Linked DNA regions of Mus musculus: all the other regions are linked to region 2. A link is a contact called in public HiChIP or PLAC-seq and promoter capture Hi-C data. All regions are on one chromosome and are shown on one strand. Each heading gives the region's core, a stretch centred on a gene start, on an enhancer-like site or on the middle of the called end of the contact. The rest is flanking DNA. Distances are from core to core; before and after follow the strand shown.

Region 1 (4,287 bases), core at 840-3,339, 460 kb after region 2:
CAAAATGCTCATACTGTAATGATCTCAGGCAAGTCCTGAGAACCTTGGTGTCCACCCTTGCGGTCAAGTTTAAGTTCCCGGGAGCTTGGGTAACCAGTCTCTATGCTGAATTTCTAGGCAAGTGTTCTACCGAGTTATACCTCCATCCCCTCTCTGTTGAATTTCCACCCACACCAGTATGATGCCTACACGGAACTCCCCCAAGGCATTCCTGAGGTTTGGGAATTCCATCCCCTATCAGCACTTCATCTTGCCAGCTTCTCCCTTTCATCTATTCATTCAATAATCATTTACTGAGTGCCCAACACTGTGCTGAATTCTGGAGAAAGAATAGTGGATGAAAAAGCCACACTCCCTGCTTTTCGAGGCCTCATAGACAACAGTAAGCCCAAATAAATAACCACAGGCTTTTTAATAAAGCAGTGACCTTTAACGGGGGCCAGAAGAAGACAGATCAAAGGTCCTGCTTTGTTATCTGGATATGCTTTATAGAGGTGGAGGAGAAAAGGAAAGCCCAGTACAGGGTAGGCACACCCACTAAACTGTAGTAAGTCACGGCTGTACTGCTCTTAATCTCTGAATAGAAAACCCAAATTGACCAGGTGGCTGGTGTCAATAGATGACCAGAAGGTTCCACCAGGACATCCTTTCCCACATCCACTCTTGTACCGCCAAGGCTACCCTGCGCCCCCCCCCCAAGAAAATTAGTTTTGACAGGCAGCTCTGACATTTGAGGTCCCAAAGTCTACACAGCCCATTCTTAATCCCATCACAGGTAAAGTGAGATCCAGTCAGGCTGGTGGGTTCTGGTGGTCAGGAAGCAGAGGAGAGGATTTCAGTCGCCAGGCTGGGAGTGACAATGGAAGAGCCAGGCTAGAAAGGGCCGGAGCAGCATCCTCCGGTATAGACAGGGATATAGCTCAAGTGCAGGCACCACCAGGAGGAAGTCAGGGAGCAGAAGAATGCTCTGGTGCCAGGAAGTGACGTTGAAGGAAAGAGGGCAGAGGGATGCTGGATAAAGAATGGTGGGGAGCACAGAGCTGGACCACATGGGCAGGAGAGATAGCAATAGGGGAGGAATACCAACGGATCTCTTGGTCCCCAGCTCCCTCTCTCAAGCCCAGCTTCCTTCCCAAACTCCATCTCCTTCAGTTTCAGCAGAGGGTGGAGAACACAGATCTTGTTGCTGACCAGAAGCTCCTACCGACCTGACTAACATCCGGGCCAGATCCCCATCTCTGGAAGGGGTAGGGTAATCCACAGAACAGCAAAGGCACTGTAGTCCCCAAGGACTTTGAGAGGTCATGCCGTCCATCCCCTTGTCTCCCAATACCCAGAATCCCCAGACAGAGAGGAATCACATTTTCTTTACCCCTCTCTGGACATGAAGAGATAGATTCTCAGCTCTTCTCGGGACACTCTGCTTCCCATAATCCCTGGCTATGGTGAAGTTCTCCTGAAGATCTAGACTCCATCCCGCCTGCTGCAGTCTCCTACTTGGCTTTTCTATCCTGTCCTCTGTGGCTAGAGAAAAGCTTTTACTAGGTGACCACAGCTGTTCTTTAGGCTCTCCCCTCCAGCATCCCTTTTTTCTCAATAGGTTCTTCCTAAAAGGTAATCATAATCTCTCCTGCTGCAGTCCTTGCATCCCCTCCCGTGTCGCATCCTACGCCTCCAAGGCAAAAATACCCCCTTTCCCACCAGACAGTTAACAGGGCTGAGGAAGAAGGGGAGAGGTCCAGGATGCAGAGGATGAATGAAGGAGATGGGAGATTGGAAATGGATGCTCAGAACAGGAGGAGGAGGACCAGGACACCAGCCCCCACCCTCAACCCCCCAAGGCGGGGCAGGGATGGGGCCAGAGGGCCTCACCAGTATCCGGGTCTCCCAAGAAGGCGTCCTCGTCCTTACGGCCCCTCAGTGGGGCCGCAGGCGCTGGCTCGTCCTCCGGCAGCCTCGGGAAGCTGGTGATGCTCATATAGTCCACTGGTGAGTAGGCGCCTAGGGCGCTCTCCTGGCTAGCCTCGTTCTCAGCCGCCATCCTCGCCCTAACCCCCAGCAGCGCAGCGCCTGCCGGAAGTGGCAGTGAAGAGGGGGGTGCGAGGGCGGAGGGCGGGGTCTGAGCTCCTGGACAGCCGGGAGGGGGCGCCCCCACCGTCAGCAGTGTCCTAGTATGACTCGCCCCCGCCTGCTTAAAGTCTACTGATTGCAGCCTGCAGGCAGGTGCAGGAGGATGGGAGCCCAGAGGACAGTGGAAGGTTGCCAGGATGAAGACGCTACTCTGGGATCCTCAAACAATCCCTGGCCCTTCCTCCTTCCAGTCTGAATCCAGCCCAGATTCCATATGCTTCTAGAACCACAGACTGACTTTTGAGCGCAAATTTCTCTTTGATTTCAGATCCTCTTCGGACCACTCACTTCCTGGACTCCAAATTTCTCTGTGGTCGCCAAGATTCCCCTCTTCTGATCTCAAACTACTTTTCCGACCCCACTAAGACTACTTACTCTTCATACCCGCAGTGTTCTTTTTGACTTACGACTCTGACTTCATTTCATCCCAAGATTCCTTTTCAATCTCCAACCCCTACTTCATCCTGACTGCTTTTTCACCTGCAGGCCCCTCTTGAACCTCTCTTTTGATCTCACACTCCTTCCTGTGCCCTCCCTCCCCCAGATTGCTCACATTTCTCTTTTAAACCCCAACTCCTTCTGGAACTGCCCTGATGTATCAGCATAGGAGATTGGCCCTTCCTGAAAGCCCACCCCCAACTTTAAAATCTTTAGAAGCAAATCCTCAGATTCCACTCCAGGAAAAGCGATTCAGTAGGCCAGAGCATGGCCTTTGGAACCTTAATATTCTTTGGCATTTTAAAGAATGCTTGATGTGGTTCTGAAGTTAAAGTAAAAGAAGTAATAATGGTGTGGTAGAGCAGGGCGGTGGGATGGGAAGGATAGACGGCTAAGAACTTAGGAAGTAACTCCTTGGTAGAGTGCTTGTCTGTGTGAGGGTTTGACACACAGCATCAAAAGAAGAAAAAAGGAGAGGAGGAGGAGGAAGAGGAGGAGGAGGAGGAGGAGGAGGAGGAGGAGGAGGAGGAGGAGGAGGAGGAGGAGGAGGAGGAGGAGGAAAGAAACAAAGAAAGAAGAGGGGAAGGTAAGAAGGAGAATGTGTTTCTGTACTTGCCAAGCCCATCTCTGGAACCACTCTCCTAGCTCCAAGAATGATAGTTATAAGTCCAAACTTCTACTATTCAGTCCACAAGTAGGGAGATGGGATTGGTGAAGCTGTGGACACACAATATTCCTTTCTTTCCTGGTCCCTGGCTCCAGGCTCAGTGTGACTTGAACTGTTTTAGCATTTACCATGGATCATGGAGCTGCAGTGCTACTTATAGACAGCAGGGGGCAGCAGTAGATAGGGAACAGTTGCAGGAGAAAGGTTTAGGAAGAATGGAGGGTCAGAGCTGGGCAGTGGAATTGGGAATAAGGGATGGTGGTCTTCAGATCAATAGGCAAACTTATTTATGCCTTCTTCCCCATACAGAGGTTCTTATTGTTGGAGTCTATAGCGATCATTGTTTCTGTGACTCCTTCTATTCCAATGAGAGTTTTGTCGCCAATGAGATCTGTGTGGCCTGAGTGCTGTCCACTCCGTCAGTGTATGTAGAAGGCCCTCAGTGAGGACTGAACCCTCTCATCGGGGTTCAGATATCTTTAGTGAAGTCTTTATCTCCTAGAGGAAAGCCTGTTTCTTAGCCTGGTAATGCCATCTGCATCCTATAAGCAGGGCTTTTCCGAGGGGTCTGAGACCTCCAGAAAAAGCTCTGCCTTCTTAATATAGTTTGTGCAATTTCAATGAAGTGTGTATTTGTTCAGAGGGGTTGATGTCTCCTTGAGAAAGTATCTGTTCCCTCGCTGAGACCCTTGTCTATTCTACAAGGTCTGTATGTGCTTAGTGAGCCTTAAAACCTCCCCTCAGGATTGGGTTGGCTCTGGATCATATGTCTGAGCATGTGTTTTTCAGTTTAGGGTGGGCTAAGCATATGGTCAGTTGGACAAAGATCAGTGTAGCAGGTGAGTTGATGGGTCACAAGCCCTAAGTAGACATTAAATGGCAGGAGCTGGCTGCTTCAGACCTCAGATTCACTCTTGTAGCTAAATAATTAAAGATCCTTGTTTTGACAGTCTGAATTGTAAGATGAGGTAGTCCTTGGTGATAACTGTAGGAAGGAAGTGGAGGGTGTCCTGCTCGGCTTCCTTTTGGGTGAAGAGGATAGAGGGACGCCA
Region 2 (3,852 bases), core at 956-3,455:
GAAACTACAAGTGGGGTACAGTGGCACGCAGTTGTATTCCCAATACTTGGGAAGTAGAAGCACAAAGATCAGGAGTTCATGGCTATCCTAAACTACCTAGCAAGTTCTGAAAGAGCCTGGGCTGCACAGCCACTGAAAAACAGAAGTATGATAGAAAACAACATCATTTGCTGTAGCTAGATTAAGAGACTCAACAAAAATAAAATACTGTTAGCTGAGCATGGCAGCACTGGCTTGCAATCCCAGGGGCTTAGGAGGTTGAGGCAGGGGGATCCCTAGTTCAAGGGCTGCTGGAGCTTTGCAGCAAATTCAACGACCACCTAAGCAAATTGAGATGCTCTCACAAAATGAATATTGTTAAATGAGGGGATATAGTGGGGTACTAAAGCTTGCCTGTAACACACAAAGCCCTGGGTTCAATTCCCACTATGGCAAATAATTAATAATTAATAATAAATACCATGTTAAAGTCAGCTGGATGTTAATATGTGCTAGAGGCTCCTTAACCCTTTAATACAGTTCCTTATGTTGTGGTGACTCCAACCTTAAAATTATTTTAATTACTACTTCATAACTGTGATTTTGTTACTGTTATGAATTATAATGCAAATATCTGTGTTTTCCGGTGGTCTTAGGCAACCCCTGTGAAAGGGTTATTAGGACCCCGTAGGGGTTCTTGACCCACAAGTTGAAACAGGCTACTAAAACACACTTTGTTAAAAGGCAGTTAGAATGCCTTGAAAAAAGCAATTAAGGACATGCTAGGACCAAACAGAGCCTTCCAAACCGAAACAGACAGAAAAAAGAATGCTTTCTCGCTGACTGAGGACCATTTCATGTTTTTGTACCTATACCTAAAATCATACTACGATAATACAGGTTCCTACACTCTGATAAATAGCAGATTGAGGCATTGTTGAAATGCACATACTATTCCTGTGTAGTGTGGCTCAATTAATTGGATCAACTATAACCAAAGCAGGGAGCACTGAACAAAATACATATACATGCTAGGTGCTGGCAATACAGCAGTAAACAAGAGATTATAGCTGTGTGGAGCTTACGTCTGAGTGGGGAAACCAGCCTTCAAGTAAATCAATAAAGAAATCTAAAGTCTTATATGATACATACTGTAAAGGAATTAAAGCATGGGGAAAGCCTAGAGAAGTAGCATTAAACAAAAAAAATTAGTAATCTAGAGCAATGTCCAGTAGAAACACAGTATAAGCCATAAATGTATAATTTTGTATTTTCTAATAGCTGCCTTAAAAGACTAACAATATTTAAAACTCGGTATAAAGTATTACTATTTCAACATCTAAAAATTTTTTTAAAGTTACTTTTGTGCAGTCTTTAAAATCTGGTAAATAGCTGTCACTGCACACATCAATTCCAACGCTAAATGTGGACCTAGTATTTATGTTTAACAGGAAAATATATGTTTACGTTACACTTAAATAGAAAACTCGGTTCCTCAGCACACAGGACCTGACTACCAGTGCTAGAATGTCTCTAGGCTATGGGGTAGCTAGCCCAAAGGACAGATGCCAAACACAGGAGTCCTCCAGGGCCAAAAGGAAGTTTGTTTCTCCCTAGAGAAATCACTGGGAGCCCTTAAGCGGACGATGAGGTCATAGGAAGGGCCTTCTTTGGCCACTGGAGGATGTTAACTCTAGAGGACAGGGTGGCTAAGGGAAAGAAGACAGTGAGTGGCCTAACCCAGGGGCAATGGATAACACGGATGGTGACAGGCTTCAAACCGGAAGGTTGTTTAAAATTGGGGCTAAGTGGGGCCTAAGAAAAGGGCCAGGTCAGAGCTAGGTAAGCTTGAAGATGAAGGCGATGTGCAGGTTGGGGTGGAGGGCAAGGACCCACTGGGATGCCCTGTGTGCATGAAAAAAAAGGGGGGCAGAGGTCTCTGGTCCTGGACCTCCACAGTACATGAGCATCGCAGGATGGCGTAGCCCGTTCAGTAGTCCTCAACGTCTCTCCTACAGAAAAAGGCTTCGATGAAGAAGGTGGCAAGGCCCCCGCCACCTTCGCCCTGCGTGGCCACCCGCGACAGCTGCAAGCCACCCGCACCCGCCTGCTGCGACCCGTGCGCCTCCTGCCAGTGCCGTTTCTTCGGCAGCGCCTGCACCTGTCGAGTACTCAACCCCAACTGCTGACGCAGCTTCTTCGCTGCGCGCGCAGCTTCGGGAACGGGTGATTGGGCGGGGCTTCAGGGTCCCGCGCTTCTAGGCTGAGGGGCGGGTCTCTGTGGGTGGGGCTTGTGGGTGGGCGTGGTCAGTGGTTGTGACTTGTGGGCGCTTTCAAAAAACCGGTTTTCTAGGAAACCTAGTGGAAGCTAAAATCAGAATACAATAATATTTTTAGGCTGCCGAGGAAGTGTGACTATTTCTTTTAAAAGCCGAAAGCTTCCGGCCGCTTTCCATTATAGAGTCTGGTCCTTGCGGATACCCCGCAGTCTGCGCACGCGCCAGCCACTCTTGCCCATAGGGAAACTACATAGCGCCTACAGCTGCTCGCGTGGTTGCTGTTGCTGCATCTTAGGGATGGGCACAATGTTGGCAGTTCCTTCCAGTCTGCCAGTGTCTAGGCTGCCTCCAAACTAAGGGAAAGAAGCCATTAGGGAACCACCTTCCAGTCTTTTCACCCATTCTCTTAAGCGGGAGCACAAAAATCTTAAGATGTTCAGAATTCCATTAGCAGTCTCAGCCGGGTGGGCGAGGGGAGGCGGGACCGTGCATTTGCAATGGCTTTCTAAATCCAAAAGGATTTGGGTTGAGGATTCCAGAACTTTTAAGAGGCTCTCAATCAAAGTCACCACCCAAACCCACTCCTCTTTTAGTCACAAGGGCACACGGATGTTTGGACCTGAGAGTTTTTCTTACGCCAGGCAGTAGTCCCAGCCTTTTTTTTTTTAATTCTAAAAATCTTGAGCTTAGACTCCCAAAGACACAAAATTTTAGATAGCCTTCCTCAATCTTCACCCTAGTTCCGTTGACCAGTAAGAAAGTGTGGGGGTTGGGAGTGGGGATGGGGCTGAAAAGCAGCAATCGAGCGAAATTATTAAGGACCAATTGCCAAAAATGTTCCAGACTGTTTCCTGAAGTCCCTCAGAGTCTCAGTCTGTAAGAAGCTGAGGTGTGGTGATGTAATTTTGAAAGAACTGCGCGAGGTAGAACACTCGCAGGAAGGAGTCAAGAGTTTGGGAAGCAGGGCTCGGTAAGGAAGGACCAGCAGGGAGGGGCAAATGGACGCCCTTTGAGACTAGAGGAAGGGCTATAGACAATGTCGTCTACTTGTGGAGGAGGCTATGGAGCTGTGCACATAGTGCTAGGAAGAAAGGCTGAGAAGAAAGTGTGCAGCACAGAGCTCCTTCCCTAGTCTAAGTTGCCCCTACTCTACCCCTGCAAATTACTACACTAGCAATACCAAAAGAAAACAAAAAGGCCTGACCACCCCCACCCCCAAAAAAGATTCCATAGAGAAGTTATCTTATCTCAGCACTGATAACTAGAGAGGGGGAGGGAGCAAGAGGGGTGTGTTTGTGTGTGTGTGTGTGTGTGTGTGTGTGTGTGTGTGTGTGTACAGTGAGGCATAAGGTCTGATACAGGATCAGTCTTTCAGGCCTTTGTGTCTGTTTGCCATTATTCTTTCAAATGCCTTAAACAGGCTGACAAGATGGCTCACAAGCATGCCAAGCCCCATGTAAAAGAGACTCCAGAGATGTCTAACTGCTACAATATACATGCACTCTCAAACACATCATACAAAAATATCTATGATAAATACAAATTTATTTATCTCCTTCAGATCCCCCTTCTTGCCTCCGACCTTCCCAAATAA
Region 3 (4,324 bases), core at 1,698-4,197, 490 kb before region 2:
TACATTTGGTAGGGATTCAATGTCTGCCAAATGGAAATGTAAGAGAACAGCCTGGAACACATCAGAACACAGCTTAGGACTTACGGGTACAGTCCCTGGCCCCAGAAACTAGTCTTGCCCCAGGGTAGAAGAGACCTCCATGTTCTGACCCCAGGACCTTTCTAGGAAGTCACAGAGAAGCATGCAAAGCCTACCCACCAGCCAGACTCTACAAAGCTGCAGACTGGCTGGGACGAGAGTGAGCTCCCCTCATGGGGGCATGTAAGCAGAGGCAGAGAGTGGAAGGATAAAATGGCAATGGGATTTACTGTCTAAATGATATGCAAGATGGGGAGGGTCTGAGCCTCTATAGCAGAAGGTATTGGGAGCAGGTATCTTTTGGGGGAGGGTGTTGGGTTTCTTTCTCGCCCCCCCCCCCCCAAGACAGGGTTTCTCTGTGTAGCCCTGGATGTTCTAGAACTCACTCTGTAGACCAGGCTGGCCTCAAACTCAGAAATCCACTGCCTCTGCCTCCCGAGTGCTGGGTTTAAAGGTATGCACCACTATCATCCAGCATGAGCATGTTTGTTAAGTTAATGGTCTGCACCAATGTGAAGAGACCCATGAAAGGGCAAGCGCTGGGGACACAAAGAGGCTGAAACAAGAGCCTGCAGGCCCAGGGAAAGGAAAAGTGAAGGCCAGATGAGTGCCCTGCCCCTCATTCAGGGAGCCTGGGGTGATGTCCCACACAAGTCTGGATCCCAGGCCCACAACTGACTCACTTCTCTGAACCTCCACTCCTTTACCGTGAAATGGAATGAAGAATTCCCACCTAGAAAGCTGTTGTAAGGACATCTTACAACACTACCATCACTGAGCTAGAGTAATGTCTTAACATAAGCCCCCACCTCCAGCCTCAGATCAAACCACACTTCCCACTCCCTATTCTGTACACTCCAGGAAGGGTTGCTTGCTTGATCCCCCATTTTGAGCTCTCGAGACTTCAAGCTGTACCTCCAAGTCCCTAGCTCTTCTACCCTGCCCCCGCCCCACTATACCTCCCAAGTCCCTGACTCTCACATTCTGCCCCCCCAACACACACACACACACACACACACCCACACACACACACACACACACACTGTGGGACCCAAAGGGAAGAAACCACTCACCATTTTTGTCTGCTCTTCGGAAAACCTAGGGGACAAAGGGAAATAAGTGGGCACTGTGAGGGGAGCCAGGGAGATAGGGGTGCCCCTCCCAAGCCAGTGGGGCTCCAGCTTGGCAGCCAGCCCCCCTGCATCGCCTTCACCCTGCTCAGGGAAGTCCTGCAGGAGTCTCCAGCAAGGTAGCACAGGAAGCTCTCACAGCAAGCCCTAGTGCTGACTCCCTCCTGCTGTAGGGCTGGCTTCACGGTGGGTGGGTGCTCCTGGCCAGCTCTCTGTACCTTCACCTCCCACAGCTGGAGTCAAGCCCGAGTTGGCTCTGATGTAGCAGCCTTTGGCATGTTCCCAGCTTGAGGAAGGTTGGACAGATGGGCTAAGAATCTTCCTGAGAAGCCTTGGAAGCCATATCAGATCTGAATGTTTCCCTCCCCACCCCTCCCCCACCCTGACTTTATGGGTATTCTCCCAAGTCCACACACTATTCTCCACCTACCCTCACTGAACAGGCTCTTTCCCTTGTGCCTGCTTATTTTGGGTGTTCTGGTTTTCCCACTAGTATGTGAGGGAGCAGCTTAGAGTTTAACCCTTTCAGGGCTGGGACCTCTTATAAGGCCAATTCATCATGAAGACTGTGGGCATCTGTGTGTACACATTTGTGTAAGGAACAAGGAGGGTGGCAACGGCCCGTAGATTTTATTTGTAGAGGCAATGATGAAACAGACAAGTTCAAAGCCTAGACAGAACTCATAGAGCCCAGGGTCCTGAATGCTAAACTCTTCCACCCAACTCCCTCAGGGTCACTAGGCTAATCAACCAATATAACCCTTAGGCTGACTCAGAGAAAGGGCTGCTACTGGATTGGGATCACACAGCAGCTCAACGCAGCCGGGCTGGGGTAATTTGGATGGGAGTGGGGCAGGAGAGCTAAGCTTGAATGAAGATACTCCATTCATACCCCAGGGTGCCTCCTGACCTGAAACATGCCTCCTCAGGCTTGAAGGACCATGGTCAAGGTGCTGAGTCACTAGGGCATTGGGGAGGGGGCACAACAGCCTCTTACACTGGCAGGGACTTCTAGAATAGGGGCAGAAGAGAGCCAGGACTTGCTGAGCACATAGTAGAAGGGGGAAAGAGAGGCGCTCAGAGCTAGGGCTCCTGCACTTGGAGTTTTGCCTCTAGCTAGGTAAGGTAGCACAGGAAGATTGCACAGCGATCTGAGACAGGGTAGGATGCTCTACATCTACAAAAGGGGGCTCAAGGCCACCTGCTGCCCATGAGAGGAGTCCCTTACCAACTGTAAGACTCTGCCACCCTTGATCAGGCCTGAGGCTTCCGGGGCAGGACAGAGCTCCTTCAAGGTCTAGGTAGGCTCCCCTGTCCTATCAGCCCAGCCGGGGCTGCCATGGAGCAGGCTGCTGTGACTGAGTGTTGGCAGTCCCCAGCCCCAGTGGACACAATTAGGGTGAGGGGCAGTACTGCTGAGAGACAAGGAGAGACACGGAGCGGCACAGACAGCACAAGAAATGCAATGGCAGGAAGACAAAAAGGCAGGAGGATCACAACAGCAGGGTCACAGATAGTCTAGGAGAGGGACCGAAGCAGGACCAACAGATGTGGAGGGAGAGACAGGGACATGGAAGACTGAGACCTAGGGAGCCTGATGCCCGCCCGCCGGTGCCCCACTCACGTCCTGGAAAAGCGCGTGTCCCGCGGCAGGCGCAGAGTGTCGCGGCTGCTGGGGCGCAGGTGGCCCGAGCAGGCACACAGTAAGCAGCCCGGCGCACGCCATGGCTCGGAGGCTTGCAAGGCTGCGGGTTGCGGTTACCAGGCCGCCCAGGCTGGCTGGGGGCGGGGCGCGCGCCCATTGGCCCAAGCATGGCCCCGCCCCCACCTGGCCTCGGTTTCCCCGCCTGGAAGAGGCTTCCAAAAGGAGTCACCCCAGAAGTCACTGGCAATGACATCTTGCCAGGAGTCCCACAGGAACCGGCGCTCCACCCAGTCGGGTGTGGGCAGGCAAAGCTCTAAGTGCAGGAGCCCTAATAGATCAGACCCACAAGCGTTTTATATCTGGACATCTGCACTTCCCTGTCAAATGAGGATAATAGCCTTCCCCCTTAGCCCCCAGGTTGTAAAGAAGTAAGCTTTGTAGATGCTCAGCTCAGAGGACTTCCATCTATGCTTTAACACAAGTCATGGATTGCCAATCACCCCTTCCTTCTCCCAGATCTCTGCCCCAGCACCTTTCAGGAAACTCTCCCTGGTCTTCTACTTACAAGGCCTATAGGGAGGGAACAGCAGCTGCAAGCGTAGGCCCACGCACATACACACAGGAAAGCATTCGACACAAACACAGTTCACTGTGTTGCATCTTTACTAATGTTCAGAAGGTGCACAGCAAGCTGACTCTGACGCTCCCTCTTCTGTACTTAGGTCCCAAGCATAACTCCCTACCCACCATTGGGTCAGTTTTCTTCTCAAGGGGTTACAAACTGAAAGGAAATTAAGTCAGATAGGAAGAGGGAGTGAACATTCCCTCCAACACTAGCCTCACTCTGGCTGGCGGAGAGTTTCAAACCCAGCCCTAACACCATCAAAACATTTATTAAAATCAAAGCAGGAGGGAACAGAACTGTTAGGAAACAAATCAAAGTGCAGACTGGAGGGTGGGGAGGACAGCAGAGGAGCACTCCAGCCATAGGAAGGACGCATACCCACCCCTCCTGGCCGCAGTCAGCCAAGGCCCTCACGTACCCTCCCCATCTCAGATCCCCTGGATACATGCGGCTGGAGTACTGGTACAAAGGGACTGTTTCTCCAGCCCATCCATGGCTGTCAGTCTGTCTCCCTCTCCCTTTCCCAATAAATAAACTGCTTGGGCCTCAGCAACTCTTGGGTAGGGATCCTGCCCTTGCTTCAGAGAACAGGGACTTAAGGTATCACCCATGCCCCCCACCCTTTGCTTATCCCCCCAGGCTTGCCAGAGGCCTCGATAAATAAATAAACGCTCCATTAAAGCTTCGATCGGAAAACTTTTAAGCAGTGCTCTTGCTGCCCTGCAAACCCAGCCAGGCAAGCTGTACCACCCGGCCTGGCTGACACACAGGATTCTGAAAGCAGGCAGCCACCCTGGGCCTCACAGGGCCCCTGCAGCAAGGACACCAAAAGTGCAGTTAGAGCCC

The links. Promoter capture Hi-C pulls out the DNA fragments that hold promoters and counts their contacts. HiChIP or PLAC-seq counts read pairs in DNA pulled down with a chosen protein or histone mark.
Region 1: a contact with region 2 is called in a promoter capture Hi-C map of pre-B cells, with 2.6 times the contacts expected there. The contact joins the promoter of Ggt7 here to the enhancer-like site in region 2. A contact is called at or near these places in 1 of 39 promoter capture datasets (pre-B cells), 1 of 115 datasets of contacts at active chromatin or transcription factors (bone marrow-derived macrophages) and 2 of 9 other capture datasets (liver and macrophages).
Region 3: an H3K4me3 HiChIP or PLAC-seq map of embryonic limb bud shows a contact between it and region 2, with 4 times the contacts expected there. The contact joins the promoter of Necab3 here to the enhancer-like site in region 2. A contact is called at or near these places in 4 of 39 promoter capture datasets (erythroid cells, liver and pre-B cells), 1 of 484 Hi-C or Micro-C datasets (brown adipocytes) and 2 of 115 datasets of contacts at active chromatin or transcription factors (bone marrow-derived macrophages and embryonic limb bud).

Annotation. Positions count from the first base shown.
Region 1 is chr2:155,512,757-155,517,043 of GRCm38.p6, forward strand. It overlaps Ggt7 (gamma-glutamyltransferase 7), which reads right to left and starts at 2,090. Exons shown (of 15, transcript NM_144786.2): 1 at 1,873-2,090. The coding sequence starts at 2,041.
Region 2 is chr2:155,048,631-155,052,482 of GRCm38.p6, forward strand. a (nonagouti) reads left to right here. Exons shown (of 4, transcript NM_015770.3): 4 at 1,998-2,382. The coding sequence ends at 2,168. Among named protein-coding and RNA genes, the nearest start is that of Gm39965, 4.9 kb to the left of the region's middle. Within about 2 kb of position 2,206, at least 406 of the 459 cell types and tissues checked have an H3K27ac peak or open chromatin away from gene starts, as enhancers often do. A contact at or near this core is called in bone marrow-derived macrophages, brown adipocytes, embryonic limb bud and 4 more, where this site is marked.
Region 3 is chr2:154,555,906-154,560,229 of GRCm38.p6, forward strand. It overlaps Necab3 (N-terminal EF-hand calcium binding protein 3), which reads right to left and starts at 2,948. Exons shown (of 13, transcript NM_021546.3): 1 at 2,833-2,948; 2 at 1,152-1,176. The coding sequence starts at 2,934. E2f1 (E2F transcription factor 1) reads right to left here. Exons shown (of 7, transcript NM_007891.5): 7 at 3,495-4,324.